Regions from separate parts of the Macaca mulatta genome. Here region 1 is linked to region 2. The links are chromatin contacts, called in public Hi-C maps. All regions are on one chromosome and are shown on one strand. The core of a region is the stretch at or near the end of the contact, and the rest is flanking DNA. Distances in the headings are between cores, read along the strand shown. Region 1 holds the start of TANGO2 (transport and golgi organization 2 homolog). Region 2 holds the start of TRMT2A (tRNA methyltransferase 2 homolog A).

Evidence for each region. Hi-C and Micro-C count contacts between places; a contact is called where the count stands out from the background.
Region 1: a contact with region 2 is called in a Hi-C map of liver, with 2.3 times the contacts expected there. The contact joins the promoter of TANGO2 here to the promoter of TRMT2A in region 2. A contact is called at or near these places in 3 of 14 Hi-C or Micro-C datasets (CD4 T cells, fetal cortex germinal zone and liver).

What each region holds. Positions count from the first base shown.
Region 1 is chr10:32,663,332-32,668,447 of T2T-MMU8v2.0, reverse strand. It overlaps TANGO2 (transport and golgi organization 2 homolog), which reads left to right and starts at 2,759. Exons shown (of 9, transcript XM_015149734.3): 1 at 2,759-2,850.
Region 2 is chr10:32,564,460-32,569,499 of T2T-MMU8v2.0, reverse strand. TRMT2A (tRNA methyltransferase 2 homolog A) reads right to left here and starts at 2,800. Exons shown (of 13, transcript XM_077950841.1): 1 at 2,673-2,800; 2 at 2,478-2,567; 3 at 1,629-2,203; 4 at 1,263-1,371; 5 at 864-1,045; 6 at 563-677; 7 at 359-474; 8 at 172-283. The coding sequence starts at 2,501. It overlaps RANBP1 (RAN binding protein 1), which reads left to right and starts at 3,085. Exons shown (of 6, transcript NM_001260864.2): 1 at 3,085-3,233; 2 at 4,600-4,736. The coding sequence starts at 3,219.

The sequences.
Region 1 (5,116 bases), core at 1,510-4,009, 99 kb before region 2:
TCTGTGCAAGTGAGACTACCTCTCCCCTCTTCACCACCCCTACCACCCATAGAGTTGCAGAGACCTGTCTGCCCTTGGCAGGCAGGATCACTAGCTGAGGTCAGAGGATGTGGGGGCAGCACCAATTCAAACAGGACTAAGGACTGCTGTCCAGCAGTTGGCCCATTAGGCTGCAGCTAGAAACACAGCAGGGGAGGCTGGGTGCAGTGGCTCATGCCTGTAATCCCAGCACTTTGGGAGGCTAAGGCAGGCGAATCACCAGAGGTCAGGAGTTTGAGACCAGCCTGGCCAACATAGCAAAACCCCATCTCTATTAAAAGAATACAAAAAGGCTGGGCGCGGTGGCTCAAGCCTGTAATCCCAGCACTTTGGGAGGCCGAGACGGGCGGATCACAAGGTCAGGAGATCGAGACCATCCTGGCTAACACGGTGAAACCCCGTCTCTACTAAAAAATACAAAAAACTAGCCGGGCGAGGTGGTGGGCGCCTGTAGTCCCAGCTACTCGGGAGGCTGAGGCAGGAGAATGGTCTAAACCCGGGAGGCGGAGCTTGCAGTGAGCTGAGATCCGGCCACTGCACCCCAGCCTGGGCGACAGAGCAAGACTCTGTCTCAAAAAAAAAAAAAAAAAAAAAGAATACAAAAAAAGGTAATTGGGCATGGTGGTAGACACCCATAGTCCCAGCTACTTGGGAGGCTGAGGCAGAGATCGCTTGAACCTGGGAGGCGGAGGTTGCAGTGAGCTGAGACTGAACCACTGCACTGCAGCCTAGAAGACAGAGCAAGACTCCATCTCAAAAAAAAAAAAAAAAAAAAAGAAAAACACAGCAAGGGAGACCACAGGGACCAGTAGCCCAGTGTCCTCCCTCTCTCATCCTGTCACCTAGCTCCATAGGGACAGCTATGGGGCCCACAGGGAAAGCCACAGAGAGAAAATGCTTTCAGCTGGGTGTCAAGAAGAACTTTTCAACAGTTGGAGCTGTTGAAACCAAAAGAGTGGCCACAGGAGGTAGTGAGCTTCCTATCTATGTGCAATTAGAGGTTGGATGCCAGTGAGCCTGTTGCAGCCCCAAGCTCCCAGGGCTTAGGTGCCCACTCTAGACCCATCTCATCTGCTGTCACCTGTTTCCTGGCATCATATGTCATCCAGACTGGAGTGTCAGTGGTAACAAAGAACATCAGAGTGTCTTCTCTGGCCCTGTCTAGCTGGGAAAAGTATGGCTGGGGGTGGGGTTGGCCCAAGGCCACAAGCTATGACAGAACAGGATGCAAACCACCATCTGACATGTTACTGCATCCCTCTTTGTGCGCAAAGGGAAACCTTGGTCAACTCTTGTCCAGCTTTGAGGTGCATGGTCTGGTGCTTTGGGGCAGCCCACTCTGCAGCTGCTGCCATGAACCCCAGGGCAGAGTCCATCACCCCCAAGCCTCAGATCCCACTTGTCCACCATCACCACCTCTTGGCCCTACAGATTGCATAGATTTGGCTGCTTAGAGGGAAATCACTGGTACCAGCCCTACACGATCCCACTGCTGGATGGTGGGAGAGACAACTATGTCTGGCTAGGTCTGCGGCCCACTGGCCATGAGTCCCTGGACATCTGGAGTCCTTGGTTTACTTGTTATAAAAGGTTCTGTTGGATTCCAGGAGAAACACAGATAAGACAGCAAAAGTGTGGAGCACAACGGGCCTGCATGTAGGTCCAGGTTAGACTCTTGCCTTTGCTGATTACCAGCCAGGTTCTTCCCATCCCTGAGCCCCAGTTTTCTGCAGGGCATCAGGGCACCTAGGTCTTCAACGCAGGTTGAAGCCTCTCGTGCTTGCCACCTTTTTTGACTTCAACTGAATGACATAACTCCTCCAAGTCTCAGTGTTTACATGTTTACATCTATAAAGTGGGGTGAAAGAACTGCTGACCCAGACATTGGGTTTAAAGTGCTTTACACATTATCATTATCCCTAATGTCCTTGTCATCCATGTCATAGTTTTTTGAGTGCTCACTCTTTGAGGCAGGGCATGGGCCTCTGGGCTTTGACTCTCCACCTTTCTGCCACATAGGCCCAGGCACAGCCCAGAGGCCACTGGAGCAGGGGTCCCAGCTCATGCCTCTGTCCTGTTGGGAGGGCCCCAGTCAGTGTCCACCTGCTCGCCTTGCACAAGTCAAGCTGGGCCAGCCCCTCGTCACTGGGGCCTGGACCTGGATGTGAGCTCAGAGGCTACAGTGTAGGGGTGAAAGTAGGGGAGGGGATGGGTGTGCAAGGTATAGTACTCAAATGCCTAGTCCAGGGTCTGGGGTCCATACTGGGAATGGCAGGGACATCAAGGAGGAAAGAGCCGACCTGGAGGCCATAAAGTGAAGGAAAGGATGGCCAGGAGGAGGATGGCCAGGTCTAGAGGCGGGGTTGAGTGGACAGGATGGGAAGACCAAGTCGCAGTCTGAGGGGGCCGTTCTGGAAGTGAGCATTCCTGTAGCTCTTTCGAGAGAGGCTGCAGGGTAGGCAGGTGACAGATGGTGTCCATGAGGGCATGAGCTGAGGAGCGGCTGCAACCTTCCAGGGCGTCCCCGCAGGCAGGGAGTCGCGGAGTACCCGAAGGCCGCGGGATCGGGAAGCGCTCAGACGCCTGCGCAGCCCCAAGCCATGGCGCAGCCTCGGGGGCGGGGCGCCAGGAGACTGCAGCCTCCGAGCGACAGCGCGCGCAGCCAACGGGACTCCGGCATGCGGCGCGCCGCCCCGCCCCTCGCTGCGCGGCCCAATGGTGAAGGCGCCGGCTTCGGGCCGGGCGGGGACTGGGCTGGCTGCGGTGGCGCGCGGGCGCGGCACCCGGAAGTCGGCGGCGGCGGCGGAGGCGGTGAGTGCGCGGCTCCGGGGCTGGCCGACTCCTCTGGTTGCCTGGCCGGCCTGGGCTCGGGGGCACCGGGCTCTGGGTGCGCGGACCGGGCTAGGCTGCTTGAAGGTGGGTGGGCTGGCCGCACCGCCTTGCCCTGCCTCAGTTTCCCCTTTCTGAGGTATGGTATAGAATCAGGCGGCTGGGTCAGGGGCTACCACGTCGATCCGGCCGACGAAAATGCCCCGCGCCTTACTGGAAGGCGTTTTTGATACTACCCGCTGACACGGGATGCGAGGGACACTGGCAGGTGGGAACCAGACTCGCTGCGGGGAGGCTGAGACTGACAGGGCCGGGAGCTGCGTGGTCCCTGCAGGGTGGGTGGGCTGCGCGGCCTTGGCAGCATCAGGGACAGCTCTGGAGCCCAGTCACTCTGTCCCCTACCTGCGGCCTGCTGCGGGCCAGCAGGGTGACAGCTAATGTGGGTGTGAGTAGTTAGTAAGTGCTGGGTCATCCCTGCGCCTGAATGCGGCCTTCCTGGGGAGGTTTGGGTAGTTACATCCCCCACCCCCACCTCCAGGGCATCAGAGGTAGGGGCTGGCAGGGCTGCACTCAGGGCAGTCCTTGCCCCACCGCAGCCTGGGCTTTGCCCGTTTTCCTCTAGGGAAGTGGGCACAGAGAGGGCTGTTTGCTGAGACCCCCCACCTTCCCTGCCCCCAGCACCTCTTCTGTGCTCCCTTGGCTTCCTGCTGGGCCACAAGCTTTAGAGTGAACCTTCTGCCCTTGGACAAGTCCCTGGGCCTCAGGCCCCCTTCCTCTTCAGGAATGTCACATGCCCTGTCCTGGCCAGGGCTGTCTGCACTGGCCAGGCCTATTGTGTGGCTCCAGACCTACTAACCACTGTTTTGCTGCCACTCTGGGGGCAGAGCCCTCTTCCATGAGGCAGATGTGACAGCAGCTGTAAGGGGTAGCTGAGTAGCTCTTTGGAAGGCTTTCTCACGCTAGCTCATTTGCCTTTGGGCAGCCTTTTGGGGCAAGCATTCTTTGATCCAGTCCTGCTCCCACAAGGAAAACTCAGGCTAAGGGGACAGATGGTGTTCCCAAGGTCATTCAGATCCAGGGCCCGCTCCCAGTGCCTCTACTACTCCTGGGCCACTCTCCTAGGAGTTTTCCTGCATCTGTGTCCTGTTGGGTGGGTTGGGGGCAGCTGGAGAGGGTGACCATGTTGTTAGATGGACACAGCAGAGCCTCTGTTCCCGCAGGATCCTACTGCTCTGGTGGTCCAGGGTGGGGTGCCCTGGTGCCCCCACCCTCTTGGGCCCCTACACAGCTTTGTGTTACTTGCATGTCCCCAGACTGCAGGCCCCTCAGACCAAGCGCCTGCCTGCTGTGATGTGTGGTGGCCATAGCCCTTCCCTGAGCTGAGATGACCAGCTGTCAGCTCTGCCTGGGCTGCCAGCCCTTTGTGCTTCCTTGGTCTTCACTTGTGGGCTGTCATTCTGATTACGTTTTGCAGTGTGTGTAATCACACGTAGTGTCTTGGGAACTTGATCCTGTGCCTGGCTTCTGCACCAGATGGTGAACTTGGAGGGCACCCTGGTGCCCACCTAAGCGTGCTGCTTCTGAAAACACCCACAGATATATGAGGGACTTCTCAGGGACCCCAGAAGGGGTCTGGAGAGAAACAGCCCAGGACAGGGAGGCTGGGAAGACTTCTCGAAGTAGGGCCATGCTTGTCATTGACACTCCAGATGCATGAGAAGCAGGGCCCATCCTTTGGTGATATGTCAGTCAGCACATGGCAGCAGCATGGCAGAGCCTGGCCTTTGTTGGCCCCTACCATAGGGTTTGGGCTATCTTGAAAACAAGCCTATCCCTACCATAAGGATGGGCTCTGTGAAAACAAGGTCACCCGAGAAGGACTGAGCTGCCTTTTGAGGTTATCACTGCAGCTTTTTCCCCTTTTTCTCTCAACTTCCTTTTTAGATTGCAAAAATAGTTTATGCATGCTTAAAAATAAAAAAGGCCGGCCTCCTTCTCCCAGCGGCTGCTCCCCTGGTGCGCTTGCTGACATTTGAGGGTGCATCCATCAAGATCTTCAGTGCCACGCTAACTTGAAGTGCTTGCCTTCACCCTCTTTGCAGGCGTGGTAGGAGTGCCCCCTTTTTGTTTTCACTAACCACTCAGGCCGCAGGGGCCGCTGCGAGGCTGACCTGTTCCTGGCTTGTGAGGAAGCTGAGTGTTCCTCCCAGGAGGGCCTGAGGATGGGGCCACCCTGTGTCCAGAGCCT
Region 2 (5,040 bases), core at 1,551-4,050:
CAAGTCAAATCAGTGATGACCAACCTCTTTGCTACTTCACCTCCCCTGTGGCTTCCCTGCCTGGATGCTCCCCCAAATCTTCCCACCTGAGCCCACTGTTCCCATCACGTCCTGATGGTGCGCCAGGCCTTCCTCAACATGTCCCCATGCCCACCAGGGACTCAGGGCTACCTGGAAGAAGGCGTGCGGAGAGATCCGGAAGGTCAGCCCTAGCAGGTCCTCATGGATGCACCGGTCCCCAGCCATGTGCTCCAGGGGCAGGCCCTCCTGGCTGGGAGTCTTTCTGTGGGCGGAGGTGCAGGTCCTTCAGTGTCACAGTCCCTGCAGGGACCCACCCCGCCCCACTCGGGCTCCTCACCGCTGTCCCTCCTCCACGAAGTAGAGGCAGGTCACTCCACTGGCCCTGCCTGGCCCTGCTGTGAAGTGCTGTGCTAGGGAGGCTTTCAGCTCTGCCAGCTCCTCCGGGCTCAGTTTCTGGAATAAGTGGTGAAAAGGTCCCATCAGGCTGTGCCGAGGCCCACCCAGGCCAGGCATCCTCCCCCAGCAGGGCCCCCGTTGAGACCTGGGGGTGGAAGTAGGCAATGGCCATGGCCTGACGGCGGCGGCTGGTGCGCACAGTCAGCTGCTTCCAGTGGCCGGTGTATGTTTCTGGGTCGTATGCCGAGTATGGAGTTGACCTGTGGGGATCACGAGCTGGCCTGAGTGCCCGGGACTGGGGAAGCAGCTCCCCTGCTCTCTCCTCTGGCCACACCTTCCTTCAACTGGCTGAAATGGCAGGCACTCCAGAATTCCCTGGGTGGGATCCCCACCCTCTGCTCCCACACCACACAGGACTTCCCAGGAGCCCCGTCACAGGTCCTCACCGGATGAACTCCTGGAAGGCCTTCACCACCTGCTTGGTGGCTTCGGGGATGTGCACGGTGTCAAACGGGGCCGCCACAGCACACGTCCCGCCCTTGTACTTGCCGAGCCGACAGCCCACGGTGTTATCCTCCCCATCCACCCCGACGCCAACCAGAAACTCACACTTATTACGATACTCAGTCTGCAGGGAGAGACAGCTGCACCTTACCCTGGTTGCCCAGCACTTGTGCCTGGAAACCCTGATTTCCCCACAGGGGCTGGCAGTCAAACAAGAGGAATAGCTGATAGCTATGTGATAAGTTACCAGAGAAAACAAAAAGATCAACAGGAAGGGTGAGCAAAAGCAAAGTTTTCAAATCCCGGGATAGGGGTTTGTGGCCACCGAAGTCTAGCCTGACCTGCTGGGGTGATGGCCTGACCCCCTCCAGTGGGCAGCAGGCCTTGTTGTGCTTGTGCCTCTGCTCGAGCAGCCAGGGCAGCAAGGCACGGTTGGTGCTCCCGATTTCCCTGTAAGAGGAGCAGATCTGTGGTTGGACTCCACCTACTGTCCCCCACCCATGCTAGGCCACTCCCCAATGTCCAGGCTCCCAATCCCTCCTTTCGGACCTCATTGTGCCCCCTGTAACATGGGTGTCCCACTCGCTAGCTCCCAAAGGGGCCGCCAGATCCTGTGCTGGGCCTCCCGACTGGTGCACAGGCAGGCTGAGGAAGCACAGGGCCGGGCAGAGCCCCAGCCAGGAGGGGTGTCTTGCGCCCTCACTCACTTGGCGAGTTTCTGCAGCACCTGCTCGCACTCCAGCTGCTTCCGCTCAAGCTGCTCAGCATAGGGCACTGTCCATAGAGGGGTCACCACGTCGGCCACTCGTGTTGCTGGTGGCTCACTCTCACCCTCCTGTCGCCTCCTCCTGGCCATGGGGTCGGCCTTGGGTCGGGCCAGGCGCACACTGAGTGGGCGGCCTTTCCAGAGGGCACCATGCAAAACTCGCAGGGCCTTGTCCCTCTCTGCAGCGCTGCGGAATGTCACAAAGGCGCAGGGTGGTTGCCCAAAGAGTTTGGTTTTGTGGGGCTGCAGGCCAAAGCGGCCCAGGAAGCGCCGGACGTCGCTGAAGCTGGCGTGGCGAGGCACGTTCTGCAGCTCCAGTTTGAAGATCTCAGAGGTAAACAAGTCATCCCTGATGTAGCTGTAGAGCCCAGGTTGAGGCCCCGGCCCTGTAGCTGCTCCAGCGCCCTCTTTCTCCACCTCCTCCAGGGCTGCCGGGTCTGCAGGGAGCACCGAGGCTGTAGGGCAGCTCGGGGCACTGCTGCTCTCCTGGCCACAGCTCTCCATGGGCTTTGGGCCCTGTGTGGGGACAGATGGGGTGCTACGGTGAGGACTAGACCCTGGGGCCTGGCCCCCCAGGTTCCCCTATGGCACACCCAAACCTCCGTCGGTGCACTCTGCACTCAACCCTGCCCCTCCCCTCCCCCATTCTACCCTCCCGACCCCATTCCCGTCTCCTTTCCTCCCCCATCGCATCCTCCTCGTCCCCACCTATTCTCTGGCAGGTTTCCTGCCCCACCCCGCCTCCTCCCACCCCATCCCCGTCTCTACCCAGCGTCTCCCCGCACTCTACCTCGTTGTCGAGGTTCTCACTCATCGTTCAGGCGGTTCTCCGCCTAGACCAGGGGTGCCACGGGGGCCGCCTGGTCACCTCGTCCTGGGCCTGTCACAAGGGAAGTGCTCAGAGGGGAAGTGCTCAGAGAGCCAGTGCAACGCCGCGAGGTCGCCGCCAGCCCCGGCTTCGACCCAGATGGGGCGGTACTCGAACCTGCGGTGCTCAGGTCCTGGTCTCAGGCTTCGGGCTGCACCGCCCGCCCGCCAGGGGCCCGCGCCGGCCGCACGCTTCGCCAGCCACTCTTAGTCCGCCAGCGCGTGCCGCGGAGGCCGAGCGTCTCTATGATCCTGACTTCCTGCAACATCATAGCCACGCGCCGGCTCCAACCACTTTAGCCAGCTCTTGGGGCGCGCGTGGCCGGGACGGAAGTGCGCGCAGGGGTCGCCGGGAATGCGCGCTCCTCTGGCTGACGGGCGGGCCGGGCATGCGCCACGGGCGTTTTGGCGGGAAGCGCGGGGCGGGCCGGACAATGAGAGTGTCCGCCGCCTGAGCCAATAAAGCTGTACTGGTTTTGAATCGCGGCGCGTTTCCCGCCGCTGGGGTCAGGGGTCGAGGTTCGGGTCGCGGGGCGGAGGGAAGAGCGGGCGGGCGGGAGGCGCCGGCGCCAGACGCGGAGGGAAGGAGCTACGAGTAGCCGCCCAGAGGCCGCGGAGCCAGCGACGACCGACCCAGCCGAGCCGCCGCCGCCGCCGCGCCCCCATGGCGGCCGCCAAGGTGCGGCCTGGCCCAAGCGGGGACAGGGTGGGCGGGCGGGGCCGGTGGGACCGGGGCCGTTATCAGCGGCCACGTGGGCGGCCCGCGCAGCAGCCACCAACCCCCGCCGGCCTGCAGGTTCGGCCGTCTGCTGGGCCTCGGTGGCGCGGGGTCGGGACGCGTGGGGTTTGGGGGCTCGAGGCCTGCGGAGTTGGGGCTTCTGGGGGTGCAGGCTCTGCAGAGGCCTGGGGGCTGCAGGGCGCCCGCGTGACCTTGGGGTGGGTTGGGGGCGGCCGTCGCCACGCGGGGCGGCCCCAGCCTCCGGGAACTGGTGCGGGCGGCGGGTTTCCTCCGGCTCGGCCCACTTGGGGCTTCCCACTAGTACGGTGCATTTATTCCTTCCGTCGCCCACGCAGCACTTCATTCATTCGGTTCTCACGTGTGGAACCGGCTCTGGCCTCTGTGGCAGAAGCTCGCGTTCCAGCGTGGGGCACAGGTCCTGGACGCGCCGACCCGGGCGGCGGCTTTGTTGGCTGAGGTGTATGGTTGAGTGCGGGCCGCTGCAGAGCCGCAGTGCTGTGGGAAACACAGAAGAGCAGCGAAAAGCTTATGTTTTCTTTTCCAGTTTGAGTCTAGTGGTGAAGTCTTAGGTCTCTTATGGACTTCTGGGTGACCAAGGCACGTGTTCTGGAAGACTCGAACCTAAAATATGATTATTGGTGCTCTCTTATCCTCTAAATTGGGTCAGGATTTCATGACTTTCACCGGTACAATTTATCTAGTTACTAACTTAATTTCTTGAACTGTGAAAAAATTGCTGGCAGAGCTATGAATCCAATGTAAATACTACCAGTCCTGTAGCGACTTTTTTCATTCTAGTAAGCAAGAGCACAACTATTTCCTAATTAGTAAAAGCTGAAATAGTTACATTTTGCTTTAAAGTAACATTTCAAAATCTATTTCGACCCATCATTGTGTCCTTTGATCTTCACACAGCAGGTATCGTCTGCATTTTATGGATGAGGAAGAAACTGATGCTCAAAGAGATGAGGCAGTTACTCCCAGGCCACTCTGCAAGTGCTGGCGGAGTTGTAGGGCCCACCATCAGTCTGTGCACAGATCTGACTGATGTCTGTCAATCTGGGGGAGGGGCCCCAAACTCGGGTGTCTCGCTGTAGGCTCATGCACTGAGTGTATGGAGCTGGGCGTAAATGCAAACCTTTCCTAGCGTGGAAGAGAGGGCCTAATTTCTTGCTTTGGGGTGGAGCCCATCCTTGTAGCTGAAGTCCCTTCACTGTCGGGGGGCAGACCACTGCAGGCACTGGTTGGGCTCTGGCTGTGAGCCGGATCCATAGGCCAGCAGTGTAACCTCTTTGTATTTCCTCAGGACACTCATGAGGACCATGATACTTCCACTGAGAATACAGACGAATCCAACCATGACCCTCAGTTTGAGCCAATAGTTTCTCTTCCTGAGCAAGAAATTAAAACGCTGGAAGAAGATGAAGAGGAACTTTTTAAAATGTAAGTAATCTGATGTCCCAGAAATAGGACCCTTTAAGGTTGAAGTTACAGCTTTTTTGGGTGTTAAGGTCTTGGCCTGACTTTTAATCAGACTGAGGTTCTTTAAAGAAAGGGCCTAAAGTTGCTTGATGACTAATCCCATGTGGAAATTTAACCCATTGCTTTTATGAATCTTCACCAGGTGCCCTTGCTGCCCTGCAGCCAGTTGCATGAAGGGCATCCCATTATTGCTGCTCTGTTCACTGACATGGCGGCCCCACTGCTGTTTCTTGCCACTGGCTTCTGAGGATCCAGGGAGTCCCTT